2 separate regions of the Drosophila melanogaster genome follow, and region 1 is linked to region 2. The links are chromatin contacts, called in public Hi-C maps. All regions are on one chromosome and are shown on one strand. The core of a region is the stretch at or near the end of the contact, and the rest is flanking DNA. Distances in the headings are between cores, read along the strand shown.

Region 1 (5,566 bases), core at 1,592-4,091, 46 kb after region 2:
ATGCTCCACTCCCCCTTTTTATGTACCTACGCGTATCGGGCAATGGGTATTTTTATGACGCGACCATAAAACACGGAGCCCGAAATATAGTCGTAGTCTTGGATGGATGGACGGACGGTGGTGGTGAGCAAAGTCTAGGGGCTCTGGTTTATCAGAAGTTTTATCACGGCCAAGAAAAAAAACAAAAGAAACAGTTGTAAAAACACTGTTTCCGAGCGATCCAACCAACAACCAACTGTTGGCAGTTACGCGATAAGAACTGATTACGGCCTGACTAATTGCCGCAAGAACTGTGTTCCCTGCTCTGCCCACCTAATCAACGCAAGTGCTCGGAGTGCTGAAATGCGTGTGTTCGTTCGCCTGATTAGACGGCTCTAATTGATTGAAGTCAAATTCCAATCGTGCAAACAAGAACACATAGCCCAAAATCCACGCAAAAGCGCGTTGGCCAAGGGGGTGGGAAAATGCGGCCGGTTTTCAAGGTGCCAAAGCGATTGGAATGGAAATGTCATTGTGCAAAGAACGCGCAGCTTTCTAGGAACAGATATATATATGTATATATATATATATATATATTGGCTAATGATTACCACACAAATGGCAAGTAGATCATTATAAATAACTGGAGTTGGTTGGCAAAGCAAACTCATTTAATTGCAAGGAACAAATATAACTGCATGTTTAATCTTTAATGGTTACAGTGTGAGCCCGCCCACCTTCCCGTTGGTTCTTCAAATTAATCCAGGGTCAATGACCTCCAATACTCACTGTCGCAGAGACGTCGTTATCTGGTTCATGCGGTACCGCTGATGCTTGATCTCATTGAAGCAGATTTGTTGATGGCTGTGCAGCTGTTCCAGCAGCTCGATGTACCGCCTGTTGCAGCTCTGTGATCGGTGGGAATAAAAAAAAAGGGTTGGAAAGGAATAAGCAAGACCATTGAGAAGAATTTTGAATACCCTTGCCGAGCATCGAGCACATTTTTTGCCAGCTCTCAAAGTTCAAAGTTCAATGGTATTATCTCTACTTATCGTAATAAACAGCCATATACCAACAATGAGTTCAATAATCTTTAAAAACAGGCGATCGGAATTTCATACGTTACTGATATCATAGCTGTAAACTTATTTATGAACAGCTGTTTGTTAAAGTTTTAATTTTGAAAATCTTCTGATTGGAAAGAAAAAAAAAGTGTATACAATTATGCATACAAAATTTGGTGCCATTTATAATGGTGCTTAACACTTTTTGCTGATAATAGTATCAAATTTAATGGAAATTATTGAGTTCTTAGTGAATTTCATTTGGCTCTCTTTGGCAAGGGTATTTTTAAGAACAAGCAGCTGTTTTTGTCCAAGGTGAAAGCGACACAGACACACGTGTGGGTGTTTGTGCGCGTGCCTCTTTCATGTCTTCGAATTTTGGTATTGATATCTATATAGTCTGTGGGCATTACTTCTCGATTCTACAGATGTATGTTTGTATATATAAATGAATATATATAGAGCTTACCTCCAGTTCGGCAAACTCCTTATTGAGTTCTTCCCACTCGTTTTTCAGCGAATCGATATTCATTCTGGTGGTTTTTTGCGGCTTTGCTCGCCGTTTATCCTTTATTTGGCTGCTATTATTTCTCCGTTTGTTTTTGTTTGCCTAGGTGGTTGTTGTTATTATTATTATTATTTTTATTATTTTTATTTGTTGTATGCAACAGCTGGCAAAGAGAAGAAGCAGAAGATGTTGCGTTTGAGGTTAGGAAATAAACCGGTGAAAAATCAATTAAATATTTTTCTGCGATTTCCCAACAAACAAACACGCACGCACTCACACACATGCACACACACCAGAGCACACCCACACAATCACGTTGCCACGTTGGAAAAGCAAAGAAGCAACAAAAAAAAGACCGCAATTTGCCTTTGCAATTGGAAAATTAACAAACAAAACTCAAAAGTCAACACAACTTATGCCGCGTTCTCTTGCCTTTCGCGTTTATTATTTTTTAAAAATAAATACGTACTCGCGATGAGCACGAAAACAACCGGACCGCTACCGTCGACTAATATTTTGTTATTAACTATTTCCGCTGCACTTTTGTTTTAAATACTTCGGCCAAACACACAAAATACAACACATAAAGCGCAAAACAACAAAAAACACACTGCCCACACGCACACAAAGAGAGCGCGAGAGCGCGCCAACCAAGTAGCGATAGATAAGAGAGAGAGAGAGAGAACTAGTTCCAGTGAAATCCAAGCATTTTCTAAATTAAATGTATTCTTATTATTATAGTTGTTATTTTTGATATATATAAACAACACTATTATGCCCACCATTTTTTTGAGATGCATCTACACAAGGAACAAACACTGGATGTCACTTTCAGTTCAAATTGTAACGCTAATCACTCCGAACAGGTCACAAAAAATTACCTTAAAAAGTCATAATATTAAATTAGAATAAATATAGCTGTGAGGGAAATATATACAAATATATTGGAGCAAATAAATTGTACATACAAATATTTATTACTAATTTCTATTGAGACGAAATGAACCACTCGGAACCATTTGAGCGAACCGAATCGCGCGGAACTAACGACAGTCGCTCCAAGGTCGTCGAACAAAAGGTGAATGTGTTGCGGAGAGCGGGTGGGAGACAGCGAAAGAGCAACTACGAAACGTGGTGTGGTGGAGGTGAATTATGAAGAGGGCGCGCGATTTGAAAAGTTTGTATATAAAAAATATATCCCGGTGTTTTATGTAGCGATAAACGAGTTTTTGATGTAAGGTATGCAGGTGTGTAAGTCTTTTGGTTAGAAGACAAATCCAAAGTCTACTTGTGGGGATGTTCGAAGGGGAAATACTTGTATTCTATAGGTCATATCTTGTTTTTATTGGCACAAATATAATTACATTAGCTTTTTGAGGGGGCAATAAACAGTAAACACGATGGTAATAATGGTAAAAAAAAAAACAAGCAGTTATTTCGGATATATGTCGGCTACTCCTTGCGTCGGGCCCGAAGTCTTAGAGCCAGATATGCGAGCACCCGGAAGCTCACGATGAGAATGGCCAGACCCACGTAGTCCAGCGGCAGATCGGCGGCGGAGAAGTTAAGCGTCTCCAGGATGACCTTGCCCGAACTGGGGCACGTGGTGTTCGACGATGTGCAGCTAATTTCGCCCGGCTCCACGTCCGCCCATTGGTTAATCAGCAGACCCTCGTTGGCGTAACGGAACCATGAGAGGTACGACAACCATTTGAGGTATACTGGCACCGAGCCCGAGTTCAAGAAGAAGCCGCCAAAGAGCAGGAATGGTATGATAACCGGCGGACCCACAGACAGCGCCATCGAGGTCGAGGAGCTGGCGCAGGATATTAGATATCCGAAGGACGTTGACACATTGGCCACCAGAGTGACCAGCGCCAGGCAGTTGAAGAAGTGCAGCACTCCGGCCCGCAGTCCGATCATCGGATAGGCAATCGCCGTGAAGACCAGTGGCACTGTGAGAAAAAGCGGCAATTCGGCAATCGTTTTGCCCAGAAAGTATGTGTCACAGCGATAAAGTCGACTTCGGGCCTCCCTCATAAAAACTGGCAGCTCTGAGGTGAACACCTAAATCGAATCGATTCATTAGAAAGTTAGTAAATTATTGAAATGCAAATGTATTCTAAACATGACTTACATTTATCGTGGCAAAGACGTTTTGAAAGGTCATGTTGGTCAGGAAGAGGAAGATGGCTCCGTTGATATTCATCACACCCACTTGCGTGAGTTGTTGGCCCAAAAAGATGAGGCCAATCAAGATGGCAACCATCTGCAAATTAAAATGTTACTCGCATCTCATTAATATTCGCGAGTTAAATGAAATTTATTTATCTTCTGCAAAACTATAAACTATACATCTCATTGAAAAAAACTAAGAAGGGTGTGGAATCAGGCAATTCTATCTAAAATCTAGCGAATTTGTTTCCAAGAATTGTAAGCGTTATATCATTTGTTTCCACTGGAACCACTCACCGTTGTCTGAATAAGTCGCACTTTTACGAGGAGTGGTTCCTTGAGCACCGACAGCCAGGATCGCCACAGGACCGCCCGGAACTGCATGAACCAGGTGGCCTTGTAGGTGTACCCATTCTCCGGCTGCTCCAGTGGCTTCTCCAGATTTTTGGTGGCCAACAACTGCTCCATATCCCGGGCTACTTTGCTAATGGCAAAATTGTCGCATATCTTGGCGATCCGATCACGGGACTCGATCTCCCGTCCGGGCACAACGGCCAACACCTGTACGTAAAAGTCCGCCGGATTGTAGTTGGTAGGACACTGGGCACCCACGCTGGATAGGAGTTGAGATGTTATGTAATACTAGATACCCTTAATAAACACATCGAACTCACTAGGAAAAGAAGTCGACGGCTTCGCTGGGAGTGCCCAAGAAAGCTACCCTGCCCTCGGCCATCAGAAGGATCTTGTCAAAGAGCTCAAACAGCTCGGAAGACGGCTGATGAATGGTCAGGATGACGGTCTTGCCCTTCTGCGACAGCTTCTTCAGCACCTGGACGACGCTGTGGGCGGTAAAGGAGTCCAGTCCGGAGGTGGGCTCATCGCAGATCAGAAGCGGCGGATCGGTTAGAGCCTCGGAGGCGAATGCCAGACGCTTCCTTTCTCCGCCGGACAGACCTTTCACCCTGCCGGGCACACCGATGATCGTGTGCTGACATTTGCTGAGCGAAAGCTCCTGGATCACCTGATCCACGCGGGCCACTCGCTGCCGATAGGTCAGATGTCGTGGCATCCGCACCATGGCTTGGAAAATCAGGTGTTCCCTGGCCGTTAGGGAGCCGATAAAGAGGTCATCCTGCTGGACATAGGCGCACCTGGCCTGCATCTCCTTGGCGTCCACAGGTTGGCCATTGAGCAGTCGCATCCCGGATGGCGATACTTGGATGCCCTGCGGCGATCGAAAGGCAAGGGCATTCAGCAGGGTCGTCTTTCCGGCACCGGAACTGCCCATCACGGCCAAAAGTTCGCCCGGATAGGCCACGCCGCAAACTGAGTTTCAAATTGGTAATTGGACCCTTTATTAAGATTTCACACAGATCAGCCGACTGCGAATAGAAACTCACCGTTCTTGAGCAAATGTTTCCTGGGCGCCGGTATGTGTCGCTCGTTGCAGAATAGTCCGCGTGTCCGGTTGACCAGCTGCCGCCATCCGGAGCCCGGCTGATTGACCGCCCCAAAGATGTCCATATTGTGCCAGGCATAGGTGAGGTTCTCGGCTAGTTGGCCGCTCCCTGAACCGGAGTCCTCCGGCGGACTGGGTGGCCGGAGCGTGCCGTAGTTTTTGGCCTGCCCGAAGCCCTGGTTAATGCAGCTCTGCGAAGCCGCTCCGCTGTCACCCTGCAATGATAGGGGATCTCAAATATCAACTACAAGCGTTATGCTCATCTAACCCCGAACAAAAAGTACCCCGAAGTATCCTACGAAGTAGGTTTATACTTTTATTTATTTTTTGTGCATCTAGAAAAGGTTTCAAGCTGAAAACTTTTCAATTTCACGGCGT
Region 2 (5,476 bases), core at 1,055-3,554:
GCGTCATTAGCTGATTGCCCAGCCTCAGGTTTTTGTTGTGAAGCTCATCCATCTCGTTCTCTGTGCGAATTGGATTTAGACCGTGATGCAGTGGAAGTATTCACAACTTTAGATTCAAATTCTTACCGTTGAAAGTTCGCAGATTGACAGTTTGGGCCATGCGGTTCATCGTCTCCAAGTTGGCGGCTATCTGTGCGAGTTGTTGGCGAATCTCCGTGTACTGAAAAGGAAGGATACCGTAAAAATCTATTAAAATCGTATATTCACTTCCATTGCATTTCCAGTACATTTCCTTGCTCAGGAGGAAGCAGTGCTTGTATTGCTTTTTTGCTTTGCAAGAGTTGTCTACCGTTGTTTACGTTTACATGGCGACTACTTGCCTTCTCTTCGTCCGCTCTCTTAACCACAATAAAAAACGTATTTAATGAGAAAATGTTTTTTTTTTTTTCTGGACTTATCACGAGTTTTCGCGCTACGCCGGCAGCGATTGAGTAATACAGCTGATTCATAAGTGCACACATGTGTGGGTAAGCCATAAAAAAGAAAAAAAGGGTTTCCCTCTCTCCGGCTCTCTGATCTTTTATTTCCATTGAGGGGAAACGTTTAACTATGCTAGATATTAGCTGCTTTCTGTTGTATGTTCTTGCTTCGCTAAGTATTTATAACTTTCAAGATAGCTATCTTAGGAGTTAAAGTTTCTTCTATTAACTATTTCAATACTCAATAATAGTAAAAACTTGTATGAATTCTGAAGTTGTGTTTTGTATACACTTCGATCCTTAAACTCACCGGATTGAGTATGTCATCCACATTCGAGCCATACTGCGTCATCTTTGAACTGGACCGATCCTTGGGTTCGGTGCTGCTGTTATTGTTGCTGCAGCTGTGAGAGTTTTGGCTAACGACACTGTAGCTATTATTGTTACCGCCGGTGTTGCCAATGATGAACTCCGTGGTTCCACTGTACACGTTCAAAAGCAGTGAACCGTTCGACGACGAGTTCGACGAGTTCGTGCTCAATGAGCGCTGGAATTAGTACAGCAAAAATGAGAAGAAAAAAAAATAAATAAATAAAAATAAAATAGGTCCATGCGATCCTAACGAACTGCAGGGAAAAACTGAGAAAAAACTAAATTGAAACTAACAACTTTGGTTGAGTTTATTTACGTTTGTGTGTTCACAATCTGGCGCGGTGTAAATGAACTATAAAAATGACTTCGGTACTGAAATTCACTTGGTGCTAAAAGTTTGTCGGCGGAAACGCGGGGTTGCCCCGTAAGTGTGATGTGTGGCCACATTATCGTCGTTATCTCTGGCCGATCTGATAAATGCCATAGCGAACACCCACCAAACCCCCTTGGCTCACAAGTCGAAATAGTGCCAAAAGCGCCAACAGAAATGTGAGAGATTGGGCCAATTGTAAAGAAGGTGGCAGCACCTTGGTCAGAATGTGTTTCAACGTGCCGCAAAAAAAAAAAAAACTTTGATTAGGATTACTTTTTACCGAGAAAAGTGGAATCCTTTTCCTGGCAAATACCACCAAATGTATTTCATCGTGTTAAGTAGATTTTATTCGTATTGCGGTTTGAGTGATGCCAAACCACTGTGCTTCAAACTAATTAGCAGTTACCTCATCCCAACCTCCCAACCAACCACCCACGTTTCTAATATTTTCTTACCTGCAAAAGCTCGGGCAGTCGATCTTTACCCATTTCTGCAACTTGGACTGCCTTTGGTTTGAATTATGCCAATTATATGCCAAATTTATGCCAATTCCTTGAATTCCTTTCCAGTACTCCAAAATGTCCACTTTATATCCTTTACAGCAGCTTCTGAGCTTTGTTCCTGGTTTGTTGTTGCCGTTGCCTCCAACAGCTGTTCGCGAATGGGAAAATTTGATTGAGAGCGCAGGAGAGAGCGAAACCTGCTATCAAAGCTTATCAGCGCACAAGTTTCTGATAAGAGCCGCCTAATATTTACCGTCTGCCCTTCGGAAAGCGACAGGGCGGGGTGGAAAGTCATGGAGAGAGAGAGAGAGAGAGAGAGGGACAGTCAGAAAGGCCTAAACACAGATTATCACCTATCACATATTTGCCATTTATTGGCGGCTCTTTGCTCTCTTACTCGCTCTTTTGTTGCACACACACACAAACACAAAAAAGAAAAAAATTGGATTATGGGAAAAACTAGCTTTATGTATTTTTAAAATTTAACATGTAAATACATTCGGCTACATTTTATTCGATTTATTGAAAATCAATTCCTTTGTCTTCACCGCGCCGCATACGTTTTCGAACTAAAAAATCGACGCCGGCACAAAAACGCAGAGCCTCCCAGTCGCGTCGAGATTTCTTTCAATTCAAAAAGATTAAAGACAGCAAACACTCTGGCTACAGCCTGGGCCAAAATAATAGGCATTTTATGGTATAAATTCATTGGGCCTAATCCAAATTCAAATTAGTTATGAAAAATTCAAAAATGTACATTAAATGCAGCAATAGAATTGTGATTTGAATATACGAAGGTATTCGATTTCATGAACTTCGGTGTATTTGATATGTACGTTCATGTGCTTTAGCTGGAGAGAGATAAAGATAGAGACTCGTACTACATTATGTGTAGTTAGTGGCGATCTACATTTTTTGTTGTCTCCGAATAAAATGAATAAATCGTCTTTGCCACCGAAATGAAAACTGGTTAGGCGGCGGAGAAAAATGTGTTAATTGTTTTTATTATTATTTCTACTCTGTTGTATGGTAAACATTTCTACATTGCTCTGCCGCCTTTTGCTGTTGTTGTCGCACTTTTCACGCTCCATGTTGCCGTTCAATTGAAATAAAAGACCGAGTAAGAGAAATAAACCTGCGACGAGAACGTTCAAAAGTCACTTGCGCTAATTAGTTGAACTTTTTTCTATTGCTGGCTTTGTACTGTGCCACCATATGCATTTACAGGGTATCAGCGGGTCGCATCTATGTAGGTCAAGGGTGTAAATTCATTGTCAAGCGTTGTACTCACCACTTTTTACAACTTGATCCCTTCAAAACGCTTGTGTAAATTATACTTCTTAAGCACAGTTCAGTTGCTTGTTTCTTCGAAAGTTTCCCATAATAAATTTATTGCTATTTTGCTTACTGGGTAGCTAGATGGTCTACCCGCTTTATATTAGCAATTCTTGCGGTTGCAAAACGAAGCTTATGAACTGCCCTCAACTACGTCAACAACAATAACAAGAAAAATAAAACCATCAACACCAGACAGTTGCGAATTTCCATTTCTCATTTGGTTCGCAATTCTTCTCAAGTTGCCATGCCATTTAAAAAGACGGCAGAAAAGAATCGTGTCGCGAATTCTTCCCTCTCTAATGATTGTATAAAAAGCATACGTATACGTGATATACTGATACTTTGAATTGAACTGCATGTAGCGCCATAAGGTTAAAACATTTAAATCGATTTGGAAATTCAATGTGGAATATGTGAATTCGCGAATACCCTTTAATACACCCTTTAAACATGAACATTTACTTTTTATTGCAAAATACCAATTAATTGAGATTGAGATAAACTGATGTTTCTGAGCTTGAACTTGTTACTTTATTTTTGCTTTATTTTTTTTTTGTTTGGCTTTTAAAATGAGTCATATAAGTCATGTTTTTTTTGTGACCCCGTCGTGGAATTCGAACCGCCAATCGCTTATCAGATACATTCGGAAGGTTTTGTGAGTTCCAATATCATTTTATTAGTCGACGATTTCTTGCCAACTCGTTATTAAGAGGCATTCAATTGCTCGAAAGTCGTGAATCCGCTTTTATTTACAAACGATCGTATAGAACTCTGACTCAATGAAGATATTGTCACTTTTGTGCTGTAAAGTTAAAAAAAAAAACTGCATAACAAAGCAAAACTCAATTTAGGTGGAGTGGCTATACAAAGCAGTTTATTTTTATCAATCCATGGGATTCATTGAGTTTAGGTAATGAGAATACAAAAAGATGAAATTCTTGTTTTTCCCGCCTTTATTTGCATTGCGGACTGTAAGTCTAAAATGTATTCCAGGTTATTATTATCTATTCACTTATTTTTTTAGTGCAAATTGTTGGCAAAACAGCAACATATTCATATTCCCTGCGTTTAACACCCGCTTTTCACCTTTTTCCATTGCTTTTCCATAAACAAAGGGGTCGGAAAAGCGGAGATATTGTTATAGGCAGTCAAGTTTATTGTGCCCGTTTTTTGTTAGTTTTCTCGGCTTTCGCGCTTTCCTTTGTTTACAATTTATTTTGTCATGTGTCGAAAATTGCAAATTTATGAGTTTTTGATGAGTCTTTTTGTGCGTTGTCCCCACCTTAGTTACCACTTCTGTTGTTATTTTTGTTTGTTTTTATTTGGGTCAGAGGCTCACGCACAAAACGAGAAATGGAAACTGATGGAAAGCGCTGGCGGTGCGGTGGAAAAGCGATAGCTTTGGGAAAATCAACTGGGGCGGTGGGGTCGGCAAGTGTGTGCGCTTTTTGACTTTTGATTAAATTCGCACTCGTCAAAAAGAAAAAAACAAAAAAAATAGGGCAACATTTACAAAAAATATGATAAATAATTGAACTCTTGCAAAAATGGCTTAGACCTGCCGATATCCTGTAGTTCTCAGTTCATATTTTTATCTATCTTCGCACGCCATTAAACATTAAATTTTAGAAATGTTTCGTTTGAGTATGAACCATTCGGATCATTCCAAATAAATATATTGAATTCCTAATACTGATTAAACAGAATTAAACCGGGTTGGCATCTCTCGGTATACCCGTGCTTGGTTGCCATGCCCAAATTGGCGGAGGAAAATATCCAAATATTTCACGTGCCAAACACAACTGTAGACAAATTGCTTTTAAAGCCTTTAAGGCAAGCTGCAAGTGCAGGGCGATGGGTTAAAAAGGATGAGAAGGTTGATCCGCACCAATTTAAATACGCGCCCAAAACTATGCAACGAAATTTCATATTTCTCTCTTCCATTTGCATAAAAGTCACACCAACGCAAAAACCAAAAACCAGAAACCAAAAAAAGTCCCCTCACTCCCACTTTCATGGTGTTTCTGGTTCTGGTTCTTGTTCGGTTTTTTTTTTCAATGCAAATTTTTGACTAGTTGCGGTCAGGATAAGTGTTTGGTTTCGATGGTTCACAGAGAAGAAGGGTCCTTCACGTGGGGGCGTGCACCACATCGTAATGTGAATTATTCATTTGTTTATGCTCTTAGTTTGTGTTTTAATTAAACTTGTTGGATGTCAGGGGCGAGTTTGGTTTGTATTCCCATACATACATCTGTAGGTGGGTGGCTCGCATTCTCTCGAGACCCACGGGGCGTATGAGTAATGTACGGTTTGATTGTCCCTTTTTATTTCCATACCGCTATTTTGCCAAGCAGTATCTTTATTATATATACTAATTATTGATTGGAGTAGTGCAAGTGCTTTTTAGTGAT

Evidence for each region. Hi-C and Micro-C count contacts between places; a contact is called where the count stands out from the background.
Region 1: a contact with region 2 is called in a Hi-C map of the Kc167 cell line, with 1.9 times the contacts expected there. The contact joins the promoter of CG32795 here to the promoter of Syx4 in region 2. A contact is called at or near these places in 58 of 107 Hi-C or Micro-C datasets (the D17-c3 cell line, the Kc167 cell line, the ML-DmBG3-c2 cell line and 18 more).

The regions. Positions count from the first base shown.
Region 1 is chrX:2,787,726-2,793,291 of dm6, forward strand. It overlaps CG32795, which reads right to left and starts at 2,842. Exons shown (of 9, transcript NM_001258580.1): 1 at 2,520-2,842; 2 at 2,334-2,432; 3 at 1,513-1,653; 4 at 769-887. The coding sequence starts at 1,575. The region is part of intron 2 of kirre (kin of irre); the gene reads left to right. It overlaps w (white), which reads right to left. Exons shown (of 6, transcript NM_057439.2): 2 at 5,130-5,403; 3 at 4,401-5,055; 4 at 4,024-4,339; 5 at 3,689-3,820; 6 at 2,874-3,618. The coding sequence ends at 3,004.
Region 2 is chrX:2,741,772-2,747,247 of dm6, forward strand. It overlaps Syx4 (Syntaxin 4), which reads right to left and starts at 2,305. Exons shown (of 7, transcript NM_080318.3): 1 at 1,680-2,305; 2 at 790-1,026; 3 at 127-220; 4 at 1-60. The coding sequence starts at 1,712. All of the region lies in intron 2 of kirre (kin of irre), which reads left to right.